2 separate regions of the Bicyclus anynana genome follow, and region 2 is linked to region 1. The links are chromatin contacts, called in public Hi-C maps. All regions are on one chromosome and are shown on one strand. The core of a region is the stretch at or near the end of the contact, and the rest is flanking DNA. Distances in the headings are between cores, read along the strand shown.

Region 1 (6,795 bases), core at 2,941-5,440:
AAAGTTTAATGTTAAAAATTTAAAATAATTAATACATTTATTAATTGAATTTAAATTAAAATTACTCAAAATCTAATTTTGTATCTGTTATGTAAAATACACGTAACATTAAATAAACATAAAATAAACTATAAATTAAATAACATAAGCAATAAGTCAATATTTTTAGTGCGAAGGATGAACCTGATGCTTTAATAATAAAGATAGTAGATATGATGTAAGTAAATAGTTACTATCAGTGTATTTGTTAAGATCCACTATAGTGGACCCCCTATTTTCATTTCATGGACCTCCAAATTTATTTTCGCTGACGTAGACCCCTTGCAAGTTGACATAGACCCCTAGGGTAGGGTAGAATATATATACCACTTTGGGAATCACTGTTATAGAGGATGCGCGGGCGCGGGCCGGAGTCGCACGCGCTGCATTTTAATGTCGACGGTCGCCACACCACGTCGATCATAATAGCCGTCCTAATAACGATTTGGATAGATTGAAATCTATATAAAATGTTTGTTGTTCTTTAGAGGAACCACGCTGAGAATAAATTGTAATGGCGCCCAACATTTTCGTTAATCCATCTCAAAATGTTATTATTGTTACAAGTCATTGTGGTGACTTTATACCGGATTTTGTCCCATAAAAAATGATTGTTTGTTTATTTAGCTGAATATATTTTTATGCAAATGAGTGTATTCACGCATCGAATCATTATTTACGTTATAACGCGATGCGTCGCTAATGAGGCGGCACGGGCTCGCTTGTAATTTGACTCTGGCGCTGGTTTACCGACTTGATAGCTGTGCCTCGCGTCCATCCATCATAAATTCTCTCCGTGTAAGTCAACACCGCATACTCATCTGGTTTCTGAGTAAAAGGACGACAAATAAAACCACCTCGAGTGTTTGCAACTCGAGTGCGGCACACTTTATTATTTTTGTGGTAAAAATTTTGTCGTCGGCAAAAGAATATTCGACCTATTTGCATCCGTCGCCATGTATAGTCATCGGTTATCTGGATGCCACGAAAAAAGAAGTGAGCAGGGCGACCGATTATAATGTAAAAAGAGGTTCTCGGTCGTTCCATAACCGATTGCAAATGGCACCCGCCCGAGGCTCCAGTCCGCCATTTATAGCCCTTCGCAATCTCGGCCGATAAAAAATAAGCATGCAATGATTTCTTTAGCACATCAGTCTCTAGCTATCCTTTGCGATGATTGTGTAAGCGAAGAAAATGGGACTGTTAGGGATACTAAAATTAGTGTGACAAAAAACCGTCTGCGGCCCTTCTTTGAAATGCCTGAGCGTAACAATGGTCTGTTTTGCTTTTTGCATCGTCCATATAAGAACTATTGATTGAGTTTGGAAAGATATTATCTCAGCAGGTGAGGTATATTTATTTCCAATATCAAAATACATTTTAAATCAGCGCGTGGGTCGACTGCGAGCGTACTAATTAGTTAATTACTTTATTAGACGCGTACTTACTAGATAAGAGGTTATATGAACATGTCTCATCTATAATTTAGTCCATTAATTAGTACACGTTTTGCATAATAAGGGACTTTTAGACATTACTCACTGGGCTGTTATTATTTCGAGTCGGCGCATATATTACTGAACTTGTTTGGTTGTGGCATGGGCCTTTAGCCATGCAGACATAACAATGGGTTTCATGTTAGCTATAGATGGCCAGATACGGACGTAATTGATTGGAGACATTGTGTTTTATACTGCGGTGTATGACGGACGTAACATCTACTAATTGACGTTGTTTGTAGCTTTGCGTTAGAATTTTTACTTTATCATTATCATTTTATTATGAACTAGCGGACACCCGCGACTTCGTCCGCCCTTAGACCTTATTCCTATCGCAAAATCCGTTCTTAACGGACACCTACTAACAATAAACTCCCTCCCTGCCCAATTTCCTTTCGCATTTATATATTACGATTTTGAATAGCTCACTTTTACAAGCCTGATCTTAAGCCAACGACGCTGATCTAATTTGGGTTTAAGTTTTTTTTTATTAAGAAAGAATACAAAAAGGAACTTAAGCGAACTTATCCTAATAACTATACAAATCATGCCCACGTGGAATGGTGGCAAGAATATGGCTGCATTTCCTCAAGGACAGCCTAACCCCTCTCATTCTGAGAGGAGACTCGAGCTCAGCAGTGAGCCGAATATGAGTTGATAATGACGATATTGTAAGCTTCACTTATCTTCCATAAATGCATATCCGTCCGTTCCAGTACAATAATTTCTACTTCCTTTTATCAAAGCTAAATGATTGGTGTTCGTGTTAAATTGCTTAATTCCACTCCACTGTGCCCGGTTCAGACGTAACCCAATATGACACGCAAGTGACATTCGATATACTAAGGGGAGCAGTAATTTTTGACGCTATTCATATTTTACAAGCATGTAAGGCACTTTGGTTATGTTTATTTGTGTTTTACATATTTTTGATTTTGGTCATCATTATCAGCCTAATGAATATTTAATGAATAGGCCATCTCCAGGACCAGCCGGCCTATTCATTAATTTAGACTTTATTAACAACCAATTAAAATAAACATCAAATCATCTGAGAAATTTTATCTACTTACTCTATGATATCTACGAAGGGTTGTCAGGCACCGAATGATATTTCTTACATAGAATCTGAATTTCGTATTATGTCAACTAACTTGTAGTCTATGAATTAGGCTGTATTAAGGTATATGGATCTTAGACCCACGACGGTGCTCCTATGTTGGCGGGTTTAGGGTGTTAACGTTTGATTTTGTAACAATCTAAGCTAATTAACAGTTGACGTAACGTTTTAATGACGTAACTTGCAACACCCCAACTAATAGGTACCGCTTTGTATTCTTACTGTCAATGTCTTGCAATAAAAACGTACAAATGTGCAAAGTGTACCTACGTACCTAGATACAGAGATCCCCTACAATCTCAGAAACTTTATCTCAATAGAAAATTAGTTATGAGAGTTTACGGGTCCAGCAAATACGCGATTTAATCACATTCGATAGAAATCTCAAAGTCGACTGCAACAATTATTGTGGTCCGTTAAAAGATTTATAAATTAATCCTATATAACCTTAATCTGCATAGACTAAGACGCCATACGTTTACCTAAACAAATTAGATCGGTGCTAACTTAGCTCGCCGTTCGTTGCACAAGATTTCCACGAAGGAAGAGATAAACTAAATAAGTTGCCGAGTTTGTATATCTATGTATGTAAATGTTGCAATTGGCTCGGAATTCCAATTGGCTTGTTTAAATATGGCTAACTGGGTCTAACTCCTTAGCGCGCTTTAAATTATTTTACATAGTGTGCCTACCAAGTATTTACGTAAAGCTAATAAACTTTCTACTATATTACAGTTTAGGTGGTAGTCCACTCATGTGTACTAAGAGAAATCTTTAGGCATATAAATAACAATTATGTTGAGTCAACTATTATTGTTCCGATAGTTGTTTCAGTCAGTCTTATAGTGAAAAGCTTTGACCAACACCTTAAGAAGCTTTTGCTTAACTCTTAGATCAAGAGTCGGATACAGAAGGCAGTGATTCCTGAAACGGCGCGTATTGTGAGGTCCCTCACTCTGGAGCCCTGACCACCGGTTGCTTGGACACTCAAATGTCCCGCAGCGGGAGGGTTGATATTTTTTATTAATCTTAAATAGTGTTTTATTAATATTGTTATAATTTTAAAAAAGTATTTAGTTTATTAATACTTTTTTAAAATGCTTCTTTAATTTAAATCTTTGATTGCATATTAAAAGAGACATTTATCTCATTATCAGTAGCTTTATCAATCAAATTAAAGATAAGTGATTGAGCGTTTACCTATGTCTCAATCTTTAGAGCCTTTTAAATATAACCAACCAATCTTATTTCTATAATCATATACGATAATATTGTCGAGTATTTAACTGCATTTGCTTAACATCCTCTTAGTTGGTCTGACTAAGCATCAGTTCATTCAGAAACAAGTTTTTACATAGGATACCTTTACATACTTAAGTGGAAATGGCACTTTATTAAATGTTCACTAATGACTGAGTAAATATCTCAAGTAAAACGTACCCAAAACGCAACTGTACGCGTAATGTATACATCAGTATATAGTGGGGAGGCGATATGTGCTTAGGTGCGATCTTAGGGGTAGACACACACGAGGCGTGAACGCTAAATCGCCGCTCAAATACGGAGGTGTGAAAAGCCCGATCGTGCCTTTCTTATTGTGGACTAAGCCGACCGGTCTAATAAATTCGAATGACCGCTACCCGTCATGATCAGTAATCTATGTGTGGTACACTGAGCTTAGAGGGGCAATCAATCCAGATGAAATGCATGAAACTGAATAGCTTCAAAAGAGCAGTACAGATTTTATAGTGGTCTGAATAGGATCAGGTAATTGACACATTGAAGAAGTTCTTTGTACAAATAATAACTTCACATAATGCTCTTATCTTTGTCAAATTTATGCTGTTTCTAAACAATTTAAAATAATTAAAGGAAATAAAATGCATCGAAGAGCTGAAGAGAATATTTAGAGCTCCAGCAGTATTTTTAACGAGATTTAATTTGTCCTTATTGCAGAACCTAAGTAACTTTTTAACTGACTTCAAAAAAAGGAGGAGGTTCTCTTCTCTCTCTCGGTGTTACCTGATTTCCTGGATAAAATTCCACGGGATTTGTGAAAAAGTATACACTCGAACGGAGTTGCCAATCTATACATAATATTATAAAGCTGAAGAGTTTGTTTGTTTGTATGGTTGAACGGGCTAATCTCAGGAACTACTGGTCCGATTTGAAAAATTCTTTCTTGTTAGATAGCACATTTATCGAGGAAGGCTATATTTTATTCCCGTATTCTAACAGGAAAGGGAACCACGCGGGCGAAACCGTGCGGCATCTTTTAGTCTAATAATACGAGTACCAATCTACATGTGCCATATTTGTAGAATGCCACTTAGGTGAGTATTTTGTTTCGCAGTCGCTACTCGCTAGCCGATACGGTTACGTATTATATCGTGATCACACGTGCACAATGATTAATCTAAGGCCATCGATCTATTGTGCCTGTCTTGTCCTTCGTGACTTGATCGCCCGTCTCGACAGCTCGCTACGATCGTCGAGTGAAAGTGGACGCGACTTACGAGCCTTTAGCGTGTTACGAAAACTCTATTAGCTATCGGGGACAACGGTTTTTTTGTTCGTACAATTCCATGGGAAACAATTGATGATAATTATGACGAATTACATTACATGCAGTATAAGATTATACTGTCATCTCCCTTTGTGTAGGATTTTGTAATCAAAGTTTAAAATTTCTCAGATGGTGATTAAAAATATATGCTGTACTATGGGGAATATCTGTTTTGAATTTTTTGGATATTTTCAAATCGAGCAATTACGCCTAGACTTTTTCCTTTACTGACCCTTACAAAATTTGTATCTTTTACTTTATACTGAGTTACCACAATTGATACGTTTTTACTATATCCACTTTTTCCACTGTGGGAACGCATGATTCTGAAGCACGATGAATTATGAAATGCGCGTACATATAACTACAGACCTTAAAACTGATTGAAGATAATGTGGAGTAAAAATTTGGAGTTTTTATTATTAGCAATGCAATAACTCAATAAGTTGTCATTGTTAATCATTTTGAGTGCGGCATTGTCTCAAAGTTGCTTAGACAATGTATCAAGCGTTCCGCATGTTAGCACGCAGAGCGAGGACATTGAGAAGCAATGCACGTCATAAAATAATGTCTTCATTATCGGCGTAGTGATTTGTTGCTCTTAGCGGAGTTAATCAAAATTGCATTACCCGTCCTTCCATTCGGTCACGGACCGAGGCGATGGGCGATGCGGGAAAAAACCGCAATCATTCGCCATACGTTCGCCGTACATTCGCGCCTTTATCGCTATAAAGACTTATCGTCTACATGAATTATTCTGTACTACTCGCGATTTATCTCGCGTGGAATTTGGTTTGTTTCAGATAACTTTTCCCATACGTATTATTTTAATAAACGAAAGGCTTTATTAAGTTAAGTTAAAACAAAACCGTTTTAACTTTTAAGCTGTGCTTTATGTAAAATCTTATGGAAATTAAACGTTGGTATGTAATTCTGGATATTAGAGTGACATTACAACTGAGAAATGGACAAAAAATGTATATTTTTTTTCTTATCTGTCTCAAATTTCGGTAATTTTAAGTTCTTAGTAGACGTTAGGCTTACACAGTATTTTTAGGATTTTTCCATTTTATTTTCTAGTTTTTTTTTAATATTGACAAAAAATATCCATGTTCTTTTTTAGGAACTATTTGATTTCTGTACCTTAGTACTTCAAATCTAAATTCGTCCAACGATTTAGGTGTGTAATCTTAATATAGGTACATCATCATCACATCAGCCGATCAGCTTCGGCACTCGCTGAGCTGTGTCGGTGACTTCGTTGCTTTTGCGAATTTTTTAAATTTTCTGATTCGATCACTTCTTGTCTCAAACGATGAAGGAAAAACATCGTGTGGAAACCTGCATACCTATGAATATTCTTAATTCTCTACGTATGTATAGTCTGCGAATCCGCATTGATGGTGGACTAAGGCCTAACCCCTCAATCTGATAGGAGACAGGTTCAATAGTGAATCAAATATGGGTTGTTAATGATGAAATGACATGCAGCCAGTATTCTTGCCATCATTCCACGTGGGCATGATTTGTATAGTTATTAGGATAAGTTAGCTTAAGTTCCTTGTTGTCTA
Region 2 (6,795 bases), core at 1,372-3,871, 33 kb after region 1:
GTATCCATCTTGGTGCTAAAATAAGGATTGGTAGGATTTAATATTTAGCTAACGCAAAACATAGAAAAACACTAATGGCACCAAAACCTGCCTAAAACATTTCATATTAATAACAATGGCCACTGAAACACTTGAATTAATTTAAATTAATGATCTGTTCATATAAAACATTAATTTATTAATACAATTTAATTAATTATCTGTTCATATAAAAGAAATGTAAATGAAAAATTATAGCCAGTAGAGATGTAAAATTCCCAGTCTTACATAACATAATGGGGAATGCTTAAAAAAGGTTAGGTAATATCAGTGAATGATAAAAATCTTATAGCAATAAGAAAGCGTACGACAAATAAAAAACATATAACTACAACATTAATGCTGCCGTATTTGGAAGACATAAAAAGTCTAGCTAGTGTAATATGCGGAGCCCCTTCTCTACTGCGTCGAGTTTTTATACTTGCCCATAATACAGGCGCATATCTCAAGATTCAGCCCATTAGGAAGGATTAAGGAAGCCCTGCGATGACGTGAAAGTATTAAGGATGTGACTTGTCGACGATATTCTAAAAATAGTTTCCATAAGGCCGTACATTCGAAACGCGTTGAATTTAAACCGATTATGGACCTTTTAAATATATTTTTTTTATTTGTGTTCTTTTTAAAACATTAATGAATGTTTATAAAAATACATCGCTATTATTAGGTTAAGTTAAACTTGCGTTAAAGCTTTTATTTAAAGGCAATTTTGACTCATGAAAAGTTTTTTTAAAAAGTTCTGCTCTCAGTGAAATTTAACCAAACAGAATTGCCAATAAAATTCGATAGGTAAATAATTTTATGTAGTTTAGTAAGTATAAACCTAAAAACTAATATCTAAAAACGTCCGTAAACGTAAGTTCAATGAATAAAGAATGAACGTCTATAAAGGGTATAAGACAAACTCGTAGACACTGAAAAAACAGGACACAGAAAAGGACTTAGTAAGTTAAACTTAAAAGTAGCTTCACATTTTCTATTCTCTCCCAACTTTAGCATATAAAGGTAGTTATACTTTCGAATACTCAAGTTGGGTATTTCTACTTAAGTAACTCATAAAGTAGAATTACGTGTACGCAAAGATACGCATGCAGAGGTCACCAACAATAGTCTTACTTTGTATATCCACGTCCGAGTTCCCGGAAAGCCTTTTTTATTCAATAACATGCTCATTTACAATGCCATATAAATCTCAACTGAATTTCTGAGATGCAACATGACTAATAAAGGGGCGTTCGCTCGGCCACACATACAATACAATGCGTTTTACATAAAAGGCTTGTAGCTTTTTTATTGTCGCGTACCTACCTATAGGCATGTTATCTTTTATAGCAGGCCCATTGCCCTTAGTCGTATATCTTAGTTTTATGTTAGGTTCGGACCGGCCATCGGAGTCGTGGGCAGGGCGTAGGCGCTACTCCAGAAATTCTGCCCACGTGACGAGATCCGAGATAAGTAGGCAGTATTGTGCAGCATTCATTTCGGTCAGCTTGGAGCGTTCGAGTTTCTAAACGCGTTGGTCGCGTGCCGTTATCTGTCGCTTGCAAGTTGCACCGTATTCTTATCTGATGACCGTAAAAATGACTCGTGCTTTTTATGTACCTGTAATAAGTTTTTGCTGGCGGCTCCGCTCGCGTTTCTTTTGAATTTTTTCTATGTTACCCGAAACGAATGTTACGGGCGCGGTCGTGATTCTTCGCTTGACATCTATGATATTGGAATGGTAACAGCTCACAAAATGGGTTTGTTGACGTCACTATTTTGTGGATGTTGTTGCTTCACTAGAATTTCAATTTTATAACAGTTTAAAAATATAATTGGGAATAATTAATTGCAAAGTGAATTAAAGGACTTATGAAAAGATGCAAAACAAAGCAGATTAAGGAAAGATTTTTCGTTTTACTTACAACTCCACAAGATGACTTCAATAAAGTTTTGATCCCTTAAAAGTTATGACATAGAAAACTTCAAATTGGAACGAACTTATAAAATTACTGACTTATAGATAACTATAAAATTGTATTGTACTACAAAAATATATTGCGCATCAAAAAGAAAGAAAGATAGAAGAAAGAAAAGATCTTTATTTTTAAGTAATGCCACATATCACATTAAATCTAAATTATAACATATTATGGCTTAACTGTCCGCTCAAACAGTGGAGCACTAAAGAATGGCCTGTAATATGTGGCACAACCTAGAAAAAGGCCCCAACTCAGCATTTTGCCGCATACTTTCAATAAACACATCACAATTCACAACTGAAAAGATTTGGATAAAATTTGAATATGGCACAGAGATAAATTGCAGAGCAGAACATAGTAGCTTAAGACATTTATTTAATCGCGCGAGATTTCAACAAAACAATTAAACGCGATTGACGACGCGAGCTAGTGTATCATGTTAAATATGACCAAATCGATATCACCAAACATGACAGTAGTAAAAGAAAACATGTTAATGGGCAGATTACGTGTCCCATTACGGGTAATCTTGTCGCTAATGGCTTTTTTGTTGCAGCGGGCTGACGTCGAGCACGGAGCGGGCAGTCACGCCGGTGTACCTGCGGTGTAGAGAGGGTAGCGTGTCGTGGCTCTACCCGCGGGGAGCGCTGCGACTGCTATTCAAGCCCCCTCTACCTGCCGACGAGCGAGACTTCCGTGTTTGCGTCAGGGTTATACGAAGACCTGACCCTCCCGACTTCTTCCAGAATATACAGCTTAATGAGTCAGGTAAAGTGGTCTTCTAGTATACTCGTAGTGTATCTGTAGAGAAGCCAGTGTATCGTGGCTCTACCCGCGGGAAGCGCTGCGATTGCTATTCAAGCCCCCTTTGCCCGCCGACGAGCGAGACTTTCGAGTTTGCGTCAAGGTCATTAGAAGGCCTGACACTCCCGACTTCTTCCAGAATATACAGCTTAATGAGTCAGGTAAAGTGGTCTTCTAGTATACTCGTAGTGTATCTGTAGAGAAGCCAGTGTATCGTGGCTCTACCCGCGGGAAGCGCTGCGATTGCTATTCAAGCCCCCTTTGCCCGCCGATGAGCGAGACTTTCGAGTTTGCGTCAAGAAGGCTTGACACTCCCGACTTCTTCCAGAATATACAGCTTAATGAGTCAGGTAAAATGGTCTTCTAGTATTCTATCAAGCACCCTCAACCGGCCGACGAGCGAGGCTTTCGATTTTGCGCCAGGGTCATTAGAAGGCCTGACCCTCCCAGAATATACAGCTTATGAGTCAGGTAAAGTTGACTTCTAGTATAATTCAACTCGGCTCTACTTACCAGCAAGATGCATTGCTACTGAAGAATAGGCTTTTGTAAGGACTTCCAAACACCACGTCTTTAAGCCGCCAGCATGCAGCGGCAACCAGCTAATAGGTATTATACTATTTCTAATTGATTTCCAAAAATTCTTTATTCCGCTGTATGTATCTTTAAATATATTTGTTTATGTTACAGGAGCCCCAGAGAGATTCCCAGCGCGAATTTTCGTAGAAGGCGTCCGAAGACTTGTGCCTTTATACGCGCCTGATGATGGCGATGTCCGGGAGCTGCGATGCTTCCGCAGTAGACACGGACAGGCGGCGTTGTACGTGGAGGCGGAGCCCGAGGAAGGGACGAAGAGACGAGTGGCCTTCTTCAGATACGAGGCCCGGCCGCTTGTCAGGAGACATTATGATCCAGCCACTGCTGACTGTCGGCCATGTTCTGATTCTGAACTAGAGATGGCGTTTTGTACTAGTGATCTGGGTAAGTGTACCAACCTAATTATTTTTTTTATGATTATACCTACGTTACAAGTTATAGTAGACTAGCAGAAATTGTCACGCAATACAAAAGCATTGAACACAGTACCAGGGTAACAGATAGCTTAAGGTTCAATTAAAAGTATTTTTATTTGTTTTTAATTTCTATAGTAGATATTATATTGTATAGTGTAGGTATATGTATAATATATCAATACAATATGAGACAAATTTAGTTGCTACGAAACTTAACGATGGTTTGAAAAGAGCTTAAACAGGTAATTGAAAACATCGTTATTCTTTTTATTTATTTTTCTAAATTATTGTGCAAAAAATAATTTTCGTTTTCATAGCTTTAAAATTCAATAGCTGTAAATTTGAATTAAGTAAGGAGATGTCCGATGTCCATTGACGAAGAGGAGTATTTTACCAATTTATTGTAGGTAGGTATTGGCTAACATGTTACAGTTTATATCGAAAGCCATTATATTTTATCGCGAAATCATTTGCATCTTAATAATGTTTATATACCAACATAAAAGTTTGTTGCAAATTGCATAATCTCGTATCCTGCGACCGCTAATGTAACATTTTGTTAATTTCCGTATAATATCAGCTGATTATTATGGAAGCTTGCACCACCGCGATAATAAGCCAACGCCGAGAAGTGGCTCCTGAATGTTAATAAAGCCCGGCCTCCGCGACCGCACCGCAATTTGTCGCCGTAACCGACATTTCTCGTCGTCGCAAAATTGAATTTTTTGAAATTTAAATTATTATCTCACCGTTTTGCAACCAAGAAATATGCCGTAGCAACCAATTATGAGCACACGTTAGAGTTTAAAAATTATACTATAAAGACAACGCGCGAAGTCGAATTAGCGGGTTTTTTTTACAAAACTTTTTGCGTTGCTATCCGTCGGGTCGTTAGTTATACACACTTGTTGAGAAGCGATGGAGGCAGATTTGTTTTGTTGTAAATTAGTGGACTTGCAACCATTTGTTTGACATTATTTAAACGACTTTTTGCTGCTGTAGGTCTATTTTTGATGTATCAGTTTTCGTTGCGTAACCCGCATACTCGTTTTAAGGCTTAATGCCTGTGACGTAAATAGGGTTTATTTTGAGGAAATACGTATTTAGTTGGCAGAAATCTATTTCAACTTTTTGCAGTACCAGGTATTGTTTTACTTATAAAAAAACTTTAGATTAATCAGTCGTGCGATTCCGGTATTTTACACTCGTCGGCGAACTTTTCGCCATAACAAGTCTTATTCGAATTTAAACTTTATGCTTATAACACCAAAATTAAAAAGTAGGTACTTTTACCAGGGATATAAAAGACTAGCATGCTTTTATATCCGTGGTCTTAACTAACCTGACCTAACCTAGACCATTTAGAAAAAAATGTTTATAATTTTTTCATTTTTTATAATTTATTATAATGGAGAAATATAATATAAATTGTATTATAAATCAACACCGGATCCACCATTACCGTAACGCCGCGCAAACTTCTTAGAACGTGCTGAGATTAAAATGCGACTCATACCTATTCGTACCGGTCTATGTACGGAAGCTCTAACATATGCAGCGAGGGTATGGGATGACTACTTAGATTCACTTTACCACCATAATAAGCATGTGACGAGTACACCATACCGGATAAACTAGTACGAAGGCACGCGACGCTACGGGGAGCGTATACGAAGGATACTTTTTTATGGTTTTTTTATTACTTGATAGATTATAATGGTGGTTATGTCATAGGGTTCGGAGCGGTGGGCGGCCGGTATTAGCCTCTAGCATGTATCATTGTAGTTTTTGAATGTCATCCTGCATAATAATTGTTGATATTTTTTCTCGAGTCCGTGAAATCGGTGGAATGAGGACGGCGTCTCGCTGCGACGGTATTAGCATTTGATTTATGTTTGAGCGACTTTAAAATTTATTAAACGCGTATTTTTTCCCTTTTTGTTTTTTTTTTCATGTATAAGTAGGTACATGTAAGTAGAAAATTTCTGCCGAGATTATTGCAATAATTTTTTAACTGATTTTTCTCGTTTTTTTGGTAGGGAAAGGCGTTCTCTCATAAAGGGTTCTCATTAGTTACATGTACTTTTCAGGAAATGTTATTATAATTTCAATGCGGTTCGTTGGCCTAGAAAATAATCATGATTATTTATTATATTAAAACAGTAGGTAAATTTGTAAACTTTTTGATAGAAAAATAAGTAGCCGCTTTGAATTTTCATTCAGTAAAAATATTCTAAAGTGATGGTGATAATTTTATAAGTAAGCACCTAATCGTAACTAGAGTATAAGTCTTGATTACATAAAAAAAAAACGCATTGGTGGAGGATGAATTTGTGGAAATACTTAATCTACAGTTGTGAAATCCAGAGTAAATAAGTTTTTTTTTGTTTTTTTTTCTACTGGCATTTTCTAGTCCAAAATTATACGCCTATAAATATATAGATATATAAGATAAATAACAATAGTTACAATTGTAACTGCGAGTGTCGGAACGAGGCTGGAAACGTTGGAGTGACGTATCGAGGCTCGTTAGTCAAAGCCTCCACTGTAATTATCTGCCCGGGGCGGGGTTGACGACCGTTTACTTTTACAACTATTCACTTATCTTTACTTCATCAAACACAAAGACGTAAAAATAAGTTATATTGTGTTTCACGAAAAAAGTGCGATGAAGTAGCACGCGGTATTACTTACTTTTTATTACTTACATACTGGTATGTTTCTACAGATAAATGGACGTTTACGTGAAAACGTAGAGAATCTGGAATAATTCAGCTATTAAAGGATAACATGTGTGAACAATATTATTAATCGTATATCCTAGCCGTAAAAGCACCTTAATGCAATATTTATAACTATTTTTTTTGTTCCAATTTAATCTGCAATCTGTTTTGCAACTATAATCAGATGTGATGTGAGGTTGTTGGCAGTTGGAGGGGGATCCCGCAAACCATCTACTCATAATTTATTAACAT

Evidence for each region. Hi-C and Micro-C count contacts between places; a contact is called where the count stands out from the background.
Region 2: a Hi-C map of whole body shows a contact between it and region 1, with 2.9 times the contacts expected there. The contact joins two enhancer-like sites. A contact is called at or near these places in 2 of 2 Hi-C or Micro-C datasets (whole body and whole larva).

What each region holds. Positions count from the first base shown.
Region 1 is chr11:5,082,856-5,089,650 of ilBicAnyn1.1, forward strand. All of the region lies in intron 1 of LOC112044780 (meteorin-like protein), which reads left to right. Among protein-coding and RNA genes, the nearest start is that of LOC112044780, 13 kb to the left of the region's middle. Within about 2 kb of position 4,191, at least 7 of the 8 cell types and tissues checked have open chromatin away from gene starts, as enhancers often do.
Region 2 is chr11:5,117,665-5,124,459 of ilBicAnyn1.1, forward strand. It overlaps LOC112044780 (meteorin-like protein), which reads left to right. Exons shown (of 5, transcript XM_024080736.2): 2 at 2,560-2,771; 3 at 3,498-3,788. Among protein-coding and RNA genes, the nearest start is that of LOC112044774, 44 kb to the right of the region's middle. Within about 2 kb of position 2,622, at least 6 of the 8 cell types and tissues checked have open chromatin away from gene starts, as enhancers often do.